2 separate regions of the Mus musculus genome follow, and region 2 is linked to region 1. The links are chromatin contacts, called in public promoter capture Hi-C maps. All regions are on one chromosome and are shown on one strand. The core of a region is the stretch at or near the end of the contact, and the rest is flanking DNA. Distances in the headings are between cores, read along the strand shown. Region 1 holds the start of Tmem86a (transmembrane protein 86A). Region 2 holds the start of Slc17a6 (solute carrier family 17 (sodium-dependent inorganic phosphate cotransporter), member 6).

The links. Promoter capture Hi-C pulls out the DNA fragments that hold promoters and counts their contacts.
Region 2: a promoter capture Hi-C map of embryonic stem cells shows a contact between it and region 1. The contact joins the promoter of Slc17a6 here to the promoter of Tmem86a in region 1. A contact is called at or near these places in 2 of 39 promoter capture datasets (cranial neural crest and embryonic stem cells).

Annotation. Positions count from the first base shown.
Region 1 is chr7:47,048,278-47,052,124 of GRCm38.p6, forward strand. Tmem86a (transmembrane protein 86A) reads left to right here and starts at 2,363. Exons shown (of 3, transcript NM_026436.3): 1 at 2,363-2,524. The coding sequence starts at 2,504.
Region 2 is chr7:51,620,264-51,623,942 of GRCm38.p6, forward strand. It overlaps Slc17a6 (solute carrier family 17 (sodium-dependent inorganic phosphate cotransporter), member 6), which reads left to right and starts at 1,567. Exons shown (of 12, transcript NM_080853.3): 1 at 1,567-2,457. The coding sequence starts at 2,372. It overlaps Gm33136 (a long non-coding RNA gene), which reads right to left. Exons shown (of 4, transcript XR_003946771.1): 1 at 2,484-3,679; 2 at 1,845-1,971.

The sequences.
Region 1 (3,847 bases), core at 1,113-3,612:
GCCATACAGTGAGACTCTGTCTCAAAACAAAACAACAAACAACTCTGAATGGGCAAGAGGGCAGTCTTAGAAGTGGCACGGAGGAGTGGTGCTATGCTTTTGTGGGCCACCTACTTATGTAATTACTTTGCCTACTGGTAGTAAAATCCTGTGAATAACATTTTTAGACCTTTTATTTTTTTGTATCTTTAGGTATTTGTATATGAAGCTTATGACAATTGGTGAATTAGTAGGGCTAAGGTAGGACATTGACTTTCTTTTTTTCTTTCTCTTGTGTAACAGAACCCTGGCTATCTTGGATTCACTATGTAGACCAGGCTGGCCTCAAACTCAAGAGATCCACCTAGCTCTGCCTCCTGAGTGCTGGGATTAGAGGTGTGTGCCACTATGACCAACAACATGTTGGTCTCCAGTAATTTTGGCTGGCCCCAACTATTAAAGTTTACGGTCTCAGGGGTTGGAGAGATGGCTTGGTGGGTTAAAGCACTGCTCTTGCAGAGGACCAGAGTTCTGGTCCCAGCAGAGTTGCCATTCGGGCAATTCACAGATGCTTGTATACCACGTCCGGGAGTTCTGACAACTCTGACCTCAACTACATTCACTCTTCCCCTAGTAAGAGAAATCCTCTTAAAAGTTCACAGTCTCATCTTTATAATTAGGCAAACTAGGGTCCAGAGAAACAAAAATGCCTGGCTTGACTACACCCTTAAGTGACATGGGAAGGTTTGTAAATGCGTGTGGTGATTTTATAACCTGTTGATGGGAGACTGAGGCTCCAAAGATGGAGTAGCGTGTGCCCAATTACACCACCAGTAAGTCCCAGGCAAGGAGGGGCCAAGTCCGTGTTGCTTTCAGTTCAATGTTCTTTCTGAGCAACACATTTGGTAATAGTGTATATGACAAAGCCTTGGGGGCAGCCATTCTCATTGCTCATTCAGATAATGTAGGTGAGAAGCTGCTAACTAGGAAAAAACATGAGTGTGCCTAGAGATTAGGCATGTGACTCCCCTCCCTCAAACCTTGACTCTCACCTTTTTTGGATGACATTTGGAATTTTCGGTTGTCAATACTGTCACTAGGAAAAGGGCTGTCCCTCTCTGAGGGGATGTCAGGTCGGTAGTTTAGGGACCAGGATGGCTGGGGAAGGCCTGGAGGGGGAAATGAAGAGAATGACCTCAGGAAGAGCTCACTGGAGAGTTCAGTATGTGTCTCTCCCTGGCCAGCACGAGGTTGGGGTCTAGTATACAGCCCTGTATCCCCATCTCAGGAGTGGCCAGCGTTCTTTGCCTTTCCAACCGCTGAAAGCTTTGTGTATATTACAGACCACATTCCTACCCTTTTGGATGTATTTGGAAACCTGCATCCCCATGTAGCCTGCTAGATAGACTTGTACTTCCCGAAACCAGGTACCTTTCCCCTTCTTCATCCTACACAACGTGTCTGGATTGAGCAGAGCCTTAGAGGTCACCCATGCATTTTACAGTTGAGGAAATCTAGGCTACAGAGGCAAAGGCTATGGAAGTGGCAAACACAGCCGCATTGCAGTCCATTTGACTCCTTGCCAATCCACCAAATTCTGAACACATACTTCTAAACATGCTTCAAACCACTAGTATTATAACCATTTTATTGTTTTTCTGGCAGCCAGTTTACACGCCTTTGGGTCTTTTGGTCACCGTTGCTGCAGCTGTGAGGGGTGTATGTTCAAGGCAACCTAGTGCCTGTAATTTGTTTACTCATTGCTGTTATGGGGTCCACATACAGGCTGCTGCTTGCTTTCATCGTGTCTTTCATGGTACGGTGAAGGATGATGGTCAACCCACAGCTCCCTTTCTGTAGCTTTATTTGTTTAGTGTACAAGTGTCCACGCGTGCTTAATGCTACTACGAGTCTATATAGTATATTGTGTGCCTGGATACATATCTCTTACCATGCTGAACGTTGAGTGTCTGTTGATCCTCTGTGTCCATTGGGACACATTGGGACATTGTCAAAGACATGTCTTAAAGGAATTGCATCCGCCTAGATGGTATGTTTAAAGGTTGACGAGAATCTGCCTTTGCTTTTTGTTCCGGTGTTAAGAGAAGATGCATCTCGCTGTGCTCCGGGTCAGTGGTGTGCCTGTCTCTTAGCCAGGCTGGCTATCCAACCTTGGGGGTCGCCGTCACGTTCCGGGATGCCCTGGCACGCCTCCCTAAGAGGCGTGGCCTGAAGGCCACGCCCACGCCCGGGGGTGGGAGGATCTCCTTTTCAACGCAGAAACAGAGGGAGCCCGGCCGGCGCCGCCAGCAGGGCTCCGCCCATACGAGGCTTCGGCCCGTTCATTGGCTGGGTCTGTGGTGACGTCGTCGGGTTCACAGACAGTACTCTGAGCGCCCAGCGCGCGGGAGGTATTGTGCTTCACCCCAGCTTTGTTCGGTCGTCTGCTCACCTGGCTCTGGGTGCGTCCTGGTGGTGCAACCCGGAGCGGGTGCCAGCAGCCGCAGCCGCAGCCGCCGCCGCCATGGTGTCTCCGGTCACTGTGGTGAGTGCGCGAGCGCGCGAGCCCGCGGCCAAGCCCCCCGGGCCTGGGACGAGGCAGCGGCAAGCCGGGCCGCCGAGGGGGGCGGAGGAAGGTGCTGTCCCCTCCGGGGAAGCGGCTGCTGTCACGGTTTTTAGCTCCTCACTCTTGTAGCGTCCCTCCTACGCGCGCCCCTCGTCTGCCCGCGGGAGGGAGGAAAACATTGTGCACGTGACTCGGAAGCGTGACTGTTGATCCATGAGTGTCTGGAGCGGGTCTGCAGGTCTTGGCCTGGAACTGGATGCTGCAGGCCCTAGGGTTCTGTGTGGTGGACCCTCAGGGAAGCATTCGAGAGGGTGCAGGGGGGTGCCGACTTCCTGGGAATGCCCCAAGTTTCTCTTAATATTGTAGGTGCAGGAGGTGACGCCTCTGTCTTAGTAACGCTGTTCAGGCGATAGGTGAAGGTGGACCTCTCTCTGTTGACCTGACCTCCTTTCCAGACTTTCTCAACTCCAGCCTTTGAGTTGTCTCTTCACACTTCTAAGGCTGGCTTCTCTGACTGTCATGATTTCACCACTTACTGCCAGTTTCTTCTAGGAAATATGGGTCTGGGGAGTAGGGGGAGGGGGAGCAAAGGTGATGTTTCTGAAGGCTGACAGGTGGAGCTGGGCATGCAAAGGTGATGTTTCTGAAGGCTGACAGGTGGAGCTGGGCATCCCTCCCCCCCCCCCCCCCCCCCGTTTCCTCCCTTTGGCCTTGCCCTCACTCTGACTATCCCTGATAAGGGAGTTTCCATGGGAAGGGAGTGTCAACTCTGCTCCCATCTCTAACCTCTGGAAAAACAAGAGCAGGCTTGTACTCTGGACCCACTATATGTCTCTTCTCTACCCTTTCCTAGTTGCATCAGGTACCTGGTTGCCAGGGGATCTAAGTGTCTTGTCCCTTCAGAGTCCTGTGTGGAGTGGCTTGCTCACACACAGTCAGAGCACTTTTGTTGGAGTATGGGTCTATAGGGAACCTCAACTGCTCCAATTCATGCTCAGAAACCCTGAACTTGCAGGCCAGGGGAAGGAGCTTCGGGAGACCACAGAACATCTGCAGAATCTCCTCCCCCTGCTCAGACTCTGCCTGCAGTGGCCTTGAGTAAAACCTTTCTTTAGCTGCCCTCCCCCTAATCCAGCTGAGACCCAGTCAGCTGGCCAACTTCCCCCTCTCAGTTCCCCATCTCCTCCCAGCCTGTCTGCTGGCTCCAGATCAGAAGCCCTCCCCACCCCCCTTCCTGTCTCTGGTGCCTCAAGTTGCTCTTGTTCTCTGGGAAAGAAATGGCCAACATCCCCTTTTCCTAGC
Region 2 (3,679 bases), core at 317-2,816, 4.6 Mb after region 1:
GAAGCACCCTCATAGAGGTAGGGGGAGGGGCAAGGGCATAGGGGGGGTTGTGGAGAGGAAACTAGGAAGGGGGATAACATTTGAAATATAAATAAATAAAATAACCAATAAACAAATGCTCTTGTAAAACAAGTCCTAAGGAGCTGGAAATTTTGCAATGAAACAATTTGATGAGTTTTTTTTTTCCTTTGTACCCTATATTTTTTTCTTTTATACTCTATCTCCTATGGAAGTGCATTCAATTTTGTGGCATTCCAGGGATATTTTTGAAGATGGCTTCCTGGTTTTTAAAGTATATACGTAATATAATATATAACATTCACATAATGCATATGTCCCAAAATAACAGGAATGTAATCGTGGTATTCTTGCTCAACCATACTTCTTAATGAAATACAATTTTATAGGCTTTGGATTTGGATTTAACAATTGCAAAGGGTTTTAGCTATTTGTGATTTTTTTTCATCTCTCTATTTTAGGAAATTTTTTTCCACATATCATTTGAAATCGTCAGAGAACATTCTTATTTGACTCTGCACCGTACCTCTGGGATGTAATCCAATAGTCCCTATGTAAAACGCACTCCCCTGGTTGATTTAGCTAGCATCCAAGGTTTAACCTTGGGGATGTAGCTCAAGGACAGTCTGTTTCGTAAGCACTTGCCTGGACTGCATCTTAAGAGGGTTGTGGTCCATGCGAAATAACTCACATTAATTCAGCACAATTTAATTGTTTTGCTTAATGATATAGGTTCAATGGTATTATACACAACTAAGATGGAAAACCTTGTAGGACCATCTCTCAAAACCCAACAAGCAACAATGGCAAAAATAGCCTCCCTCTTAAGAAAAGGTGTCATAAGGAGGGAAAAATAAAATTTAAATAGAGTGTAAATATATTGAAATAAATTTTTAAAACATTATCAGTTACTCTTCGCTAACAAGCTTAGTTATAGGTACAAATTTTACCTGTAATTAGAAATAATTCAGTATTGTGTTGTGCATTAGTTAATTAAAGAAACTTAGAATTCCAAAGAATTCATTTCAGACTGCCTGTCCTTTATTCGGAAAGTGCACTAATGTTACAGCTGTCATTATCTCTCTGTCTCTCCTCCTTCTCTGTCCCACCTCTTTTTTTTTTTTTTTTTTTTTTGTCTCCTTCCATTTCTCTCTCTGCATCCTTTCTTGTTCGTCTTAGGGGTTGAATCAAATACACAAGCAATATTATTATGCATCTCATAAACATAAGCTTTATATCGGAGGGGAACCAGGTGTTCACCTGGATACCACACACCTAAAGTAGAAGCTTCTGCAGTGTTGCTTCTTCACCATGCTGTCAGAGCTAGTATGTACATGCTGGGCAACGGGTGGCCAAGCAGAGTAACTTGTCAGTGTTTAATAAAGCCCTCCTCCCTTGCAGAGCCAAATGCAGCTTTCCTCCTGAGAACTCTGCAGACGATGACATCTCCCTACTTGGTTTCCATAGCATCCGTTCCTGAAGAGCCCTAGAAAGGCCCTTGGTCAGGGCGATCCGCCCAGCTCCCCTAGGAAGTTGGCGAGCGGGTTAGCCAAAAGCAGCAGCCAAGGTTCCTTAGCTTCCTCTGTCCGTGGTCCTGAAATGCTAAACTGCGCCGCGCGCACTGACGGGAGCGGTCAGGTTTTATGGAAGGTCTCCCCCGGCGCTGCCTAAACCACAGCTGTGTGTCTGTTATTCACTCACGTTCGCAAAGATCAGCTAACATTCTCAGTCTTAATTCCACTCTGCCACTCTGCCGCAGAGCACAATTACGCCGGCGCGATGGGAGGAGACCATGTTAAGGCAGGAAGCTAACAGCAGCCGCTCACCTGAGGCCTAGGAAGCTCCCAAGGGTTCTGAGAGCTATGAGCTCTGATCAGCAAAGTCACCATTTTAGACAGTAGGGTTCTTTTGCTTTTTTCCTTACACAAGGGTTCGATGACGTTTCTGGTCAATCTGATTAAAAGACAGCGGATTTGATTGCGATAAGACTTCAAAACCGGGAATTTACGTTGTTTTTCGGTGAGGTGACTTCCAGAACAGGGACTCATCAGCACCCGCCCAAATACCACGGCACTGCGCGCGCCCTCGGCCACCGGATCCTCCCCTTCCAATGAGACTTTGTGACTGTGTGTACCAATTCTCCTATTAGGAAACCCGTGGGCTGCATGCAGCTATTCTGTTGTACTCTCTTTCTCGCCCTCCCTCCCCTCTCCAACTCACAGCCTTGCTGGAAAGCTCACCTCTGCTGAGAAGAAAAAGCTCTACCTTAACCAACTAAGACTATGCGCAGAATCCGTCTTTCATAGCCACAACAATTTAAATCTGGTAAGGCTGGACACCAGTCTTTACAAGAATGGAGTCGGTAAAACAAAGGATTTTGGCCCCGGGGAAAGAGGGGATAAAGAATTTTGCTGGAAAATCCCTCGGACAGATCTACAGGTAAGAGACTGCAACCCCATGCTTACCTGGGACTCATCTGGACAGAATCTGCAAAGCCATTTCTGAAAAGCTTGATTACTTAGAAAGATTGTAACATGGTGGGAAAGTCTTTTTGTTGCTCATTGCTGAAGCTAGGTTCCACTGGAAACCTGCTTATGAATGCAGGAATGTGACACTAAACGAACCTGTCGTGTGTGTGTGTGTGTGTGTGTGTGTGTGTGTGTGTGTGTGTGTGTGATTTTGTTTCATTACCTGGGGATTCTCATGTGCTCCAATTCAGTTCTTAATCCTCCTTTGCAATTCCAAAATGTTCGTTCAGCACCTGCTCATAAAGCCTGTCTTTGTTTTCTTATAGATTTCACAAATAAAATCCCTTTGATCCAAACAAGTGAATAACAAAAGCCAAAACCCTTTTTAAAAATAAACTTCAAAGACAAATGAAAGAAAAGGAATCTAGACCTTAGCTGCAAAAACATAGTGAAGAACTCTCCCATGGGAAATTCTGTATTGAATGAAACAGGATCAAAATATATCAATAATTGATCATTGATGTTTCTCTGTTGGATCTAAAACATTGTATATGTATTTTTTTTAATTTGTTTGCTATGTTTTAGGAGTCTGTATCTTGTGTGGGAAATTTCACAGTGATTTAAGAACCAGAATAGTAAACGCAAAATTACTTTAAAAGTAATAGAAAAAAATGTAAATGTTATCCTTCTTGTAATTGCTGCACTAAGCATACTGTGCTTTGCATGAATTCAGGTCCTGAAAGATGTATTACATCTTTTATTAATACTACTTTTTGCCAATGATACAAGCAAAATCAATGAGACAGCAAACACGGTAGGAAGATAGATTTTTAAAGAAACATTCATTTTCACATTTGGAAACTGAAGTCTTGGCTATCCATGAGAGTTGTAAACAAGATGGCCAATGTACATCTCTTTTTTTCCAGCTGCTTGGTTCTGGTGGGCTTCAGTATACACCATCACGCTCCTCTGCGGCAAAGGATGCCGCAGCAAGCACCCTGCAGTCCTGCAGCTGCTTAGAGGCTACTGTGGGGTGGGGAACTCAGGTGCACAGTTCAACTTTACAAATTCAGGTGTATAAAGTCAAGTAAAAAATGATCAAATTGGTTAAATGCCTTCCTTGAAGGAAAAAGAAAATCACTGCCTTGTTCCTAGTGCTTGGGTTATATGTCTGTGATAAACACACACAATGC